Linked DNA regions of Drosophila melanogaster: region 2 is linked to region 1. A link is a contact called in public Hi-C data. All regions are on one chromosome and are shown on one strand. Each heading gives the region's core, a stretch centred on a gene start, on an enhancer-like site or on the middle of the called end of the contact. The rest is flanking DNA. Distances are from core to core; before and after follow the strand shown. Region 1 overlaps NFAT (NFAT nuclear factor). Region 2 holds the start of Clic (Chloride intracellular channel).

What was found. Hi-C and Micro-C count contacts between places; a contact is called where the count stands out from the background.
Region 2: a Hi-C map of the Kc167 cell line shows a contact between it and region 1, with 10 times the contacts expected there. The contact joins the promoter of Clic here to the enhancer-like site in region 1. A contact is called at or near these places in 6 of 107 Hi-C or Micro-C datasets (the Kc167 cell line, the S2 cell line, embryo and 3 more).

What each region holds. Positions count from the first base shown.
Region 1 is chrX:13,634,625-13,639,957 of dm6, reverse strand. The region is part of intron 1 of NFAT (NFAT nuclear factor); the gene reads right to left. Among named protein-coding and RNA genes, the nearest start is that of NFAT, 13 kb to the right of the region's middle. Within about 2 kb of position 3,092, at least 6 of the 39 cell types and tissues checked have an H3K27ac peak or open chromatin away from gene starts, as enhancers often do. A contact at or near this core is called in the Kc167 cell line and the S2 cell line, where this site is marked.
Region 2 is chrX:13,820,331-13,825,942 of dm6, reverse strand. It overlaps Clic (Chloride intracellular channel), which reads left to right and starts at 3,636. Exons shown (of 4, transcript NM_132700.4): 1 at 3,636-4,018. The coding sequence starts at 3,935. It overlaps Nup93-1 (Nucleoporin 93kD-1), which reads right to left and starts at 3,117. Exons shown (of 5, transcript NM_132701.4): 1 at 2,856-3,117; 2 at 2,612-2,792; 3 at 1,729-2,532; 4 at 1,027-1,655; 5 at 33-942. The coding sequence starts at 3,016. The coding sequence ends at 246.

The DNA.
Region 1 (5,333 bases), core at 1,843-4,342:
ATCAAAACAAAACAATTAATATGTAATTAAGTAATGGCAATAAAGCAATTTGTTCACTTTGCAAACGAACCAATTCGAAAGAAACTCAAAGCAATATAATGGATGGGACTAGGCAATATCAGAAAATCTATTCCACACCATGTTTTCACACCTCCAAAATGAATTCTAGATTCTGTTTGATTCGATTGGGGATGGTAGCTAGCACTAATCGATCCCAAATCGCAGCGCAGTGCGTAAGCTTAGCTCGATTCGCGATTAAATTGAATTAATAACTAACATATTTAATGGCCATCGTGCACATTTGTCACTCGGCGATGTATAATTTATAACATTTTGTTCGTTGACAGTATAGCTCCCCTCGAAAACCCCCGATGGTCCCGAAAAAATGATGATTACATCTCGTGTATTTGCTGATTGTTGTGTTCGCTGATTGTTGTTGCTGTTCCGATGAATGTATTATATTATACCCTACTTTTAGTGCGTGGCGACCTTAGCAATGAACACAGCCAGGCACCAACAACAAGAACAACGATAATAAACCAACAACCACATACAATAAATATACTTGGGTATTTGTCAAGGTTCAAGGTTACAACCTGCACTTATTAATACGGTTTATTGTACTTTTGTTTCATCACCTGCATCAGTAGTTTCAGTAGTACAACCAACAAAAACAACTACGCGGCAGCAACAACGACAAAACAAAACAACTACAACATTAGCTACTTGACCTGCAGGAGCAATTGGCTTCTATAATTATTTATACGATGTTTCATTTGTTTCGGAATTTTACCAGTTACCGAAGTTGCAACGACAAAAAATATACATATAGGCAAAATAAAGTACCAGGGGTACAGTAATAGGCGGAAAACTGTACTTTAACTCTTGAAGGAGTTTGCAGTTTATCTACAAAGTAGAATTCTAAATACTTCCGTTAAATATATGAAAATAATTAAGAAAAATTACATACAAACATTTATTATTTTGCGTTGTACTATAAAAGCAACTATTAAATACTCCAACTGTCTGGGCATTTTTCCCCACGACCTTACAACCACGAACCGCACTGTCTGGGCCGGCACATATTTAATTTGATTTGACGCGCTTCGATTTGTTTCGATTGGCACTCTAATTAGTATAGCTACAAAAATTGCCAAATTATTTCCAATCATTTGTCTCCGCATTCTTGTTTTTTGCGTCTCGTTTCAAATTCTGAATTAGCCAATGGGAAATCGGCCAGAAGAGATCTCGATATAAGACATTTACTTTCCGCCGGAGGCGGCAGAACGAAAAAAATAAAAAAAAATATTTTCATATCCAACGGATGCTGTACATTATGTGATATATCGCTCTATACATACGTAGCCCAATATCTTAATCATGTTAAATGCCTAATCACGATCTCGGACGATTTATTTCGTATCGATTAACGCGATTCCTCCTCTCCATTTCCCTTTTTTCTCCACCTATCCAAATCCCTTCTGACTGGCGACGCCACGAATAAATGCTAACCACAAAGGTAAACAAAAGAAGAGGAAAAAGCGTACAAAAAGCGTTCGAACCTTTTTTTGGTCAAGTTTTTTGGTTAAAGAATTTTTTCTACAGCGCTACGATGTTGTTTTCAAGCAAAAAGTTTAGCTATTAGTTGTATTATATTATCACAATTAAACTAAATAAAAGTGTGTGTTTTTTTGTTTTTTTTGACTAAAATGAAGGAACATGCTGGATAAAACCTACAATTGTTAACAAATCTTTTTTACATTTTCGGTAAACAATTTTAGTGTTTTGTACAGCAATAAAAAAAAAACGAAACACCAGACACGAAATGTTATTGAAAACGTTTTGCGTATGGCGCTTTTTTACGGCGGCTGCTGATCGTAAAAAAAGTTAAATCAACAGACAGAAAAACTCGCAAAAATCAAATTGTTATTCCCCTGTTGCACGTACAACAAATGGTAAAAACAATAACAACGCAACTGAACTTCAAAAGACACACAAAAACAACAATCAAGGAAAAAGAGTTTTTAGTGCTTCTTTTTTTCATCGCGTCGTTTCATTGTTGTATTGTTTAATTAATTTGCTTAAATTTGTTGTAATTGCCTTGCTGACGCTACATTTTGATTTAATTATAGCACTGGCAAAAGCAGTAGAAAATATCACGCATACGCCGCATTGGCCGCCCGTCCATCTCAGCTGTTAAACGCATGCTCACTTAACAGCGCCCGCAGGGCAGTAACAGCCACGTACGTTAACGTTAACAGTAGCCGGCTGTTTATATAATTGATACATGATGATAAATGACAAATGCTCCTAAGTACTAATAACCGCATATCGCAGTCTTATAATCCGATTAGATCCGTTCCGTATTGATGGGCAATTTCAATACTTCAATAGCAAGCAAATCATTTTCGGAAATCCTTCGGAAACACTTAAAACATCAACAGGCTGCATAATCAAAGGTTTAAACTATTGATAACAGTACAATTTGAGTTGATTACTTCAGTTCAATGGCAAAAACAACAAAGCATATTTAGATCGCAGACATACACTTGTGTACTTGTGTAATTCCCGAAAAACTAAAACCTTAACACCTGCTTCAAAGAATAGATTTGAATTGAAATAAGATTGTCGAAATTGTATTTAAAGACAAGTGATCTCGTTTGTTTCGTATGCCTATAAAAAAAAAAAAAACGAATATTAATAGAAACTGAGCACATATTAAAAGGCCATGAAGGATCAGCACTTGAGAGCCCCTGATCTTTAGTTCCTTCCATGTTCGATCTTCGCATTCGAATTAATCTCTTCTGCTTCTTCTTGCACTTAATGGGAATTATTGCGCGTGTCTTCTAATCGCCAGTTTCTTTTCATAGATTATGCAAACGCGCTTGGACACAGGCAGCGTGATAAGGCGCGGAATTATGGCGAACGGGGAGGGGGGGGGGGGGGGTAATTGGGGGAAACACCATATCATATCATATCAGCATACTATCATCATAGCGAAAACTGAGAGATCGCCGACTAATTCCCAATGCCGTACCCCCAACAATGAAGGCGCCCGAGAAAGAGAGAGAGAGAAAGAGAGAGATTGGAGAATTTGATAAGCGCTCTGCTCGAGTTTCGCTCATAATTTAATTTTTACTCGTATTCTAACGAACTTCCGGGGGATCTATGTTTATTTTCGGCGACCATACCAATGTACCTGCGTCGTCTCTATGGATGTTGTGGGTGGCTGGTTGTTGAGTGGTTTGGCAAGTGCTTGTTTTTTGGCATCACGTGGATGGATGGGGATTTGATAACACGGCCATGACAACACCTTGTCCCTGGTTTGGTATTTTGGCCACAGCAGCAGCGGGAGAAATGGTTGTTTGTCGTGTGGCCTTTCCACTTTTAAGCATATGTAAATGGGCCACGCCCACTAGACTTCAAAGAGATTGAGGTGAAAAGCGAACGGTAATATATATAATTTGCATTTACGCGTTAAATTGATTAGCATACCGTCTAGTTGCGGGGGGATTCACTAAAGATCAATTAAAGATAGCCGTTGTAAGGGTTCGATTTTAATTTATTATGTAATTTATCATATTGTCAAGTTGAGAAGTTTGGAAACATTAGCTTAAAGGCAAAGCACTTCATTCGAAATATAATATTATATAATAAATTGTATAAAGTGTTCAATAAGCTGATTGGTCAGCATGTTTTTCTACAATATTTCAATGCAGTAAAAACGATTGTGTTAGCAAAAGAACACATGTTACATATATAATTAATAATACATACACTGGCTTGCGGGAAAAAAAAGAGGGTACGGCATAAATGCAAAAACTAACTTGATTCGACTGAAGTTTAGATCTTATATCTTACGTAGGGAGTGAGTTCTCTTATCGGCGATAGAAAAATGAAAAATAAAGAGAATGGCTCGAGAAAAATGTCTCTAAAACGAAGAGTAAATTAATCAAGAACTGAATAAATTGCTGTTAATTGATGTATTTGTGTTTGGTTTGCTTGTCGTGCGTTTTCATCAATTCATAGGATCGAATGGATGACTAAACTGCCCAGCAATGTCACGAAATGCGCTAAATAATAATACATTTCTCCAGCCCCTCTTTTTTTGCCCTATCTTTTGTTTTTAATCTCATTCTAGATCTTTTTCTTCTTCTATTCACACAGCCTTCAAATCTTTCATCAACATTTTCATATTCGTACATTGTTCTGCTAATTTTTTTTTTTACCAGGCTTTTTTACTTTTGAACGCTGGGCGATTTATTATTGTTTTTGTTTACACACATCACCATATAATTCTCAACTTTAGTTCGCTCGCAACAATAATGGAATATAAATCGATGCGAATTGCAGGGTAATGAGAGTAGCCATCATAATTTGTGGAGCACATATTTCTTTCATTCTTTCAAAAAAAATATTAAAAACAATACCAAAATACATATGTACGTATGTACATATGCGCCGGCGTTTTATGAATATTCAAATTATGGATTGTATAAGACAGCAGGAACAATAAAGGAAGCTCTAATTTGTTTATGAATGGCCGTTTTATTTGATTCCATGAATGAAAAACCAGCGCAGTTTCTAAAACATTCAAGAGATGAACCCGGGCGCAGATAGATTGTCGAAAACAATTACGGAACAATCAAAGCCGAAGAAAGTAAAGAAACAAACCGTTGAAATGAGAAGAAAGGAGCCCGAAGAATTGGCGAGGGAAGAAATGGTGAGCAGATAGCGGGCAGCGAGCGCGTCAGAAAACGCGGACAACTGAGGCACGCGCACGTCACGTGACTTGGGCCAAAACAAAAAGCCAGCAATCGGAATCAGCAAAAACAAAAAAAATACAATATAATATAATAAACAACAACAGTAGCCAGCGGCCAGCCAGGCACTCACAAACGACCTAAACATATATACACGTATCTACATATGTATGTATGTACATTAGTGTAAGTGTAGACTTTTCAAGATGCTGAAATGTGCGCTCAATCGCGATCCTCAATCAAAAACCGACATCATCGAAGCGCCCAAGCAAATCGCAGTGTTCGTCATAGCTGCTGTATCGCATGTACATACATATGCATGTATGTACATATTCGTTTTCTCACTTCTCGACAGCAATTTTCATAGAATTCGTAATCGTACCTCGTAAGTGTTGTACATACAAACAAACATACATATACATATGTATATTTGGTAGTGCCGAAAAATCGAGAGAATCGCGAGACAGCCGCCAAGCGAAAAGTAAACAAAATCTTATCAGACACCGCTCACGCCCAGCTCATAAAAGATACAGATACATTCGGCGGTGATCACATATGTACATATGTACA
Region 2 (5,612 bases), core at 2,387-4,886, 190 kb before region 1:
GCCTAAACCGTGAGTAATTAACATATACGTGTGACATTTTGAATTTTGTTTAGTTTTCTTATAACACATACATACAAAATATTTTCTTTTAAATTTTTCGAATGCTTAATGCTTTAAATGCGTTGCGCTTAACAGAAAAATTCCAATAAAATTATTGGAAAGAAAAAAATATAATCATCAATAAAATTTTAAACGAACTGAATGAAATGCATATAAACGATAACTAGGTATTAATCTGGCTAATGTTAGTGCATAAGGATCTCCAGCTGGACGAGCCGCTGGTTGGTGGTCGATGGCATTCGGTATGGAACGCTGGCAGCCATGTTGGTGAATGCCTTGGCCCTGTCTCGCAAATGTTTCACGGCGGGCTCCTTATTGACGCACTTGCTTTCATCAAAGAAACCGGAAGCTGTTTCATTCGAGTCCATTAGCTTCACATACTCCTGGTATACAATGTCCATGGACGCCAGCAGGATATCGGGCAGCACTTTAATGACCTCGGGACCCATCCGCTTTATGTTCGTCACACACTCGTCCACTTCCAATGAGCTGGCGGGTATCAGATGATTGTTGGTCAGGATTTCTAATGCCGAACGCAATGCGCCTTCGTGATAGTGGTCAAAGAACTTCATGACCTTTGTCAGCACCGTATATGTGACAACAACTTGAACCTCTACGTCCGATTTACGCACGACCAGCGCCGCATCTAGTCGATTGATAATATCGCCCAGCCGGTTACGCACGCTTCCATTCTGCGTTGGTTGGTGGACCACCTGTGCCAGTAGCGAGTTCACCAAACGCAGTGCCTTGTCCAGCTGGCCACCAATAAAGTAGAGCTCGATGGCCAATTCGTAGTCGCCGCGTTTCGACAACTCATCGCCCACCATTTCGGCCAGAGAGTACTTATCGCATTCATGAATTTGAAATTCCGCATATATGCCGCTAAATAAAGGGGAATGAATAAACCATTAGCTATTTGCCAAAAGGATTTTGAAATCTTTTAAGAGTACCAAAAACGTAACATACCCATAGCGCAAGCCGTTTTTCTTATCCTCCGTCCCGAAAATCAGCTCTAGCATTTCGTCGTCGCATTTCTCAACTAGCAGATCGCAGACGCAGGTGAGCATCACGTTGCCGCGTCCGTTCTCGGATTTAAAGTTGCGCAACAGGTAATAGTAATGCAGCGCCTGCGTGGTGTCCGTTCTCTCAAAGCACTTGGTGTACATGACGATCAGACGCACAAGATTGAGTCGTTTCATTGGTTTTGGGTCGTCAGGGTCGGAGCTCAGAAGGGATTGTTCCACGGAACGTGGTGTTCCCAGCATGGATATCTCGTTTAGGGCAATGGCCATGTGGATAGCGTGCGTTCGATTTTTCTCGGTGCGGGCGAGGAATTCAATGGCGGCCTCAAATTGGCCGGTAAGCGTCAGCACCTGGAAGTATAGCGCCGCCTTCTCGCGCGCATTGAAGTAGTTCTCGCCGTACTTTTCTAAAATGAGCGATTGCAGGCCGCTGAACGTTAGCTGCTCCGTGTTGCTGTCGCTTTGGTCCGACCTGCGCAGAATGGACAGTTGCATCCACAGGAAGTCGTCGATGCTGCGCATTAGTTCTACGTGAGTGAAGTGCGGATCACACGCCAACAATACGACGTATACCTAATGGAAAAGAGAAAAACATATGATTAGCACGAATATACGCAACAAGTTGTAGCAAAAGATGAGCACTCACCGCCTTTTTGTAGGGATCCGTACAGGCGCGCAGTCTACTGTTGTACTCCAACTTTAGCTGACCCTCAAGCTTTACCATCAAGTTGTCCCTATCGCCGTTCTTTCGCAACGTCAATAGCGTAAGCAGGTCGGGGCAGGTTCCCGATTCCTTGAGATACAACGCAGCCGCGTCCATATCGCCACTCCGCAAGCTATAGTAAACATGTGGCCACAATGGCTGGCCATTGTTCACGTCATGCAGCCCGTAGAGGGCTCGCTGCCCCTGGAGAGTAACGCCCACATAGGAGCGGACCATATGGTACACGCTGGGGATTCCTCCCCGCCGCGCTTTGGCCAAATTCGCGACGATAAACTTTCTCATATACGTCCTATATCTGCGCTCCAAGTACGTGCGGGCCTGCTCAACGAATTGCGGTGATGTCTGACGATTCTTGATTGGATCGATGGTGCTCGAGACTGGCGGCAACGCGGTCATAAACTGCAATACATTCCACATCTCGGCTACGGACTCATCGTTGAAGGAGTCTTGGACCACGTGGGCAAGGGTCGACAGCAAGTTAGGGCGTCTGCCCAGGATGATCGACTGGTTGTGGATGGCGATCTGTTCAGCGTACATCTGCTCATGGCCATTCAGTTGGGAGTACGGAGTGGGCTCATCAGCCATGGCCGTGGGCACTATCTGAAACTGGACGTCGGGGAAGTCCTGTTGGTTTGGTCCGACCAGAGCGTTTAGCAGCGCTTCCTTCTCCTCGCCCCACTCCGAGTAGATGCAACGCCACTTCTGTCGCTCCACAGATTTAAATATCTGCAATGGATTGGTTAATGGAGATAGAAAGTTCAGAATTTTGGGTGTCTGCCTGAAGCATGTCATTTGGCGCACTCACACTGCGATTCGTCTCATCGATAACTGAGAGTATGGCGTTCTCCCGCTCGTTCTTCAGATAGGCCTGCACATTGGTCTCCGTCACCGGATCAATCGGCTCGAAGGTTTGGCGGGCGCTGAGCGACTCCAGCTTCTGTGTAAGCTTGGGCAGGTCCACGCCCTTAGAGCCGAGCAGTATGTGGCTGCATTTGAATGACCGGTTAATATGACAATTTTTGGCGCCTGGCCTATAGCGAACTACTCACGCCTGCAGATCATTGGTGCCCATTTGGGTGACACGCGAGTGAAACTCCTTGGTTGCCTGCAGAACCTGGGACATGGTCCGTTCCACGCCCGGCACCTCCGTGTCCGTATTGGTCTCGTTCGTCAGGCGCTGGGCCTGCTTCAGCAGTTCCATCAGATCCATGTCGTGATATTGGGATGGAAAAGCCGGTGCCAATAAAATGATATTTCCAACGAAGCGCACACCAAGCTGCTAGTGCTGCCACCTGGTCGCAGTCCGGATTATTTCGGCGCCATAAAATGTTTGCAATCGGTGGTATTCTTTTTGGTATATTTAATAGTACAACTGTTATATGTTAGAATAACTATAATAATGTCTACAGATGGTATATAATTTAAAAGGAATATTTGATAATTAAAATCATTAAATTGAAAAATTTATATAGATAGCAGACTAAGAAATTATTTCTCAATACCTAAAAGTTGTTATAAAAACAAAGAAAATAGTCGATTTCCCCGAACGCGAAATTTCAAAATTTTTATGGAATATCGATATATTGGGGAATAAATTGAGAACAAATGGGAGTTTTGTAGGTATAAGGTATTTTTGGTATTACGCAATCTGTTATTGAAATGTCCCAATAACAACTGTTATTGAGAGGGAGTTGTAAGTACAACTTTAAAAACATTTGGTATTAGCTTGGTATTTATAGGCCGGCCGAAAGGCAGGACCGTCTGGTAACACTGAACAGCAGGCGTTAGTGTATTTCGCGCAGTGCAGATTGGTTTATTCAGCGGCTAACCAATTCAATCGTGAATAGACTTTAGCAGCGCGCAAATCGTAGAACAGAACGGCATATTTTTTTTAAACACTGCGAGGCGAGCTTCTTCTTCCCTCCGTCTCTCTGTGTGTGTGTGAGTGTGCTGCCTGTGTGTGTTACAGCTTGTGTACGTGAGTGTGTGTATTGGCAAAGGAAATTAGCACAACAAAAGCGAAAAGGAAACGAACACGCACGCACCTCGTCACGCGGATAAAGAAAAAAACTCTTCGATCTGATCAGAGATATCGAGAATAAACGATAAAAATAATAACAATATCGCAATGTCGGAAGTTGAATCGCAGCAGAGCCAGGAGACGAACGGCAGCAGTAAATTCGATGTGCCCGAGATAGAATTGATCATAAAGGTGAGCGAACAGCGACATTTGCATACCCCTGCAGTTTTCCATTTCGCTCTGCGCAAATTTCCGTGCAGAGTGAAAATGCAGCCGGGGCAAAAGCAGAAGCAAATGCAAACAAAGGCAAAAACAAGAAGCGACTGGGAAAACGCGAACTGCCGTTTGTTTCTCCTCCTCCTCCCTCTTTTCGGCTTCTTACCCCTGTTCGTTCTTCGTTGTCTTCTTCTTCTTCTTCTCACTGTGGCACTTTGCAGTGTGTCACATTTGGTTAAAACGAACAGAATACGTTTAGCACACACCGCCCCCTCCCCTCTCGCCGACGTTCCCCTTTCGCCTTGCGGTTCCTAAGCATCGCCAAAACCGGTTTTCTCCTTTTCTCCCTATCGCACATTCACACACACATACACACACACATACACACACACGCACGCACACTATCGCATACACATGCATTCGGGCACATCTGCACAGAACGAAATTGTTGATTGAGTTATGATTTTCAGAACTCCATGATTACCATTATAAAGCATCCAAATTAAATATTACAGCATACCTTTTTGGTGCAATACTCTAAAGCCGCCCTTTTTCCAAATTATCCGAGCATACCAAGCTGTTCATATGAAATATCTTTTTAATATTTTATAATTAACAATTAATCATGATATTGCTGTGTGCGCACAGTCTGAAATTTGTGGAACGTAACATATTACTTCGGTTCTTATCTGCTAAAAAATTTAATCACATTTCATTGCGCCAATTGCTCAACAAATGCTCCTTCATCATAGTTCTCCTAAGCCCCCCGCATCGCCCCCCTTCGCAACCATCAGCATGTTTCTCTCTGTGTGTGTGTGTGTGAATTAGAGGTTCTTTTTTATCTTTTAGTGATTTCTAAATTTCTTGACACATACGTCATGCTCCTCCAAAGAATCGAAGAAAACAAAAAGCTAGCACTCCGCACATTTGCGGTCAAGATAATAGCATTGAGAAGCCAAGATTCCTAAAGTGTGATTAATTAAATGAATTTAAATCATAGAACTTAACTTTAGATTGCTCAATATGTAGTGTTTTATTTCTTTATGTATTACAAATAATCGATAATAAAAACTTGTTCGATTTTTTCTCCTCGAATACAACGCTTTTCTTATCAGTTCTGTTCTTCGATAGTGGAAAAAAAAACATGTGATAAAACAATTGTTCATTGGCATCTTTCTTAAAGGTGATATTATTGCAAAATGAGTCAAAGAAAGATTACGAACCCTTTGGTTTTTTTTTTTGTATTATAGTAGAGGCCGCAATCTATTTCTTTCCCCGGAATTGTAAGTCGAGCATGAGTCCACTTAATTTTGTTTCTTTTGTTGGTTCCCACTGTTTGCCGAAGTAATTGTAATTGTTTTCGGAACACTTTGGAGCCCTGCTGTTGTTGATTCTATTGGCAAACTCGACTCGACTCAACTTGGCCACTCATCCAGCCCACGCAAATGGAGACCGCACCTCGAGTCGTCTGCCCATGAGTAATTTCCCTCACCTTTGCATTGCCTAAACCCAAACAGTACAATATACCATGTGTTATACCATTCGATTCCCGAAAGAAAAAGAAAAAAAA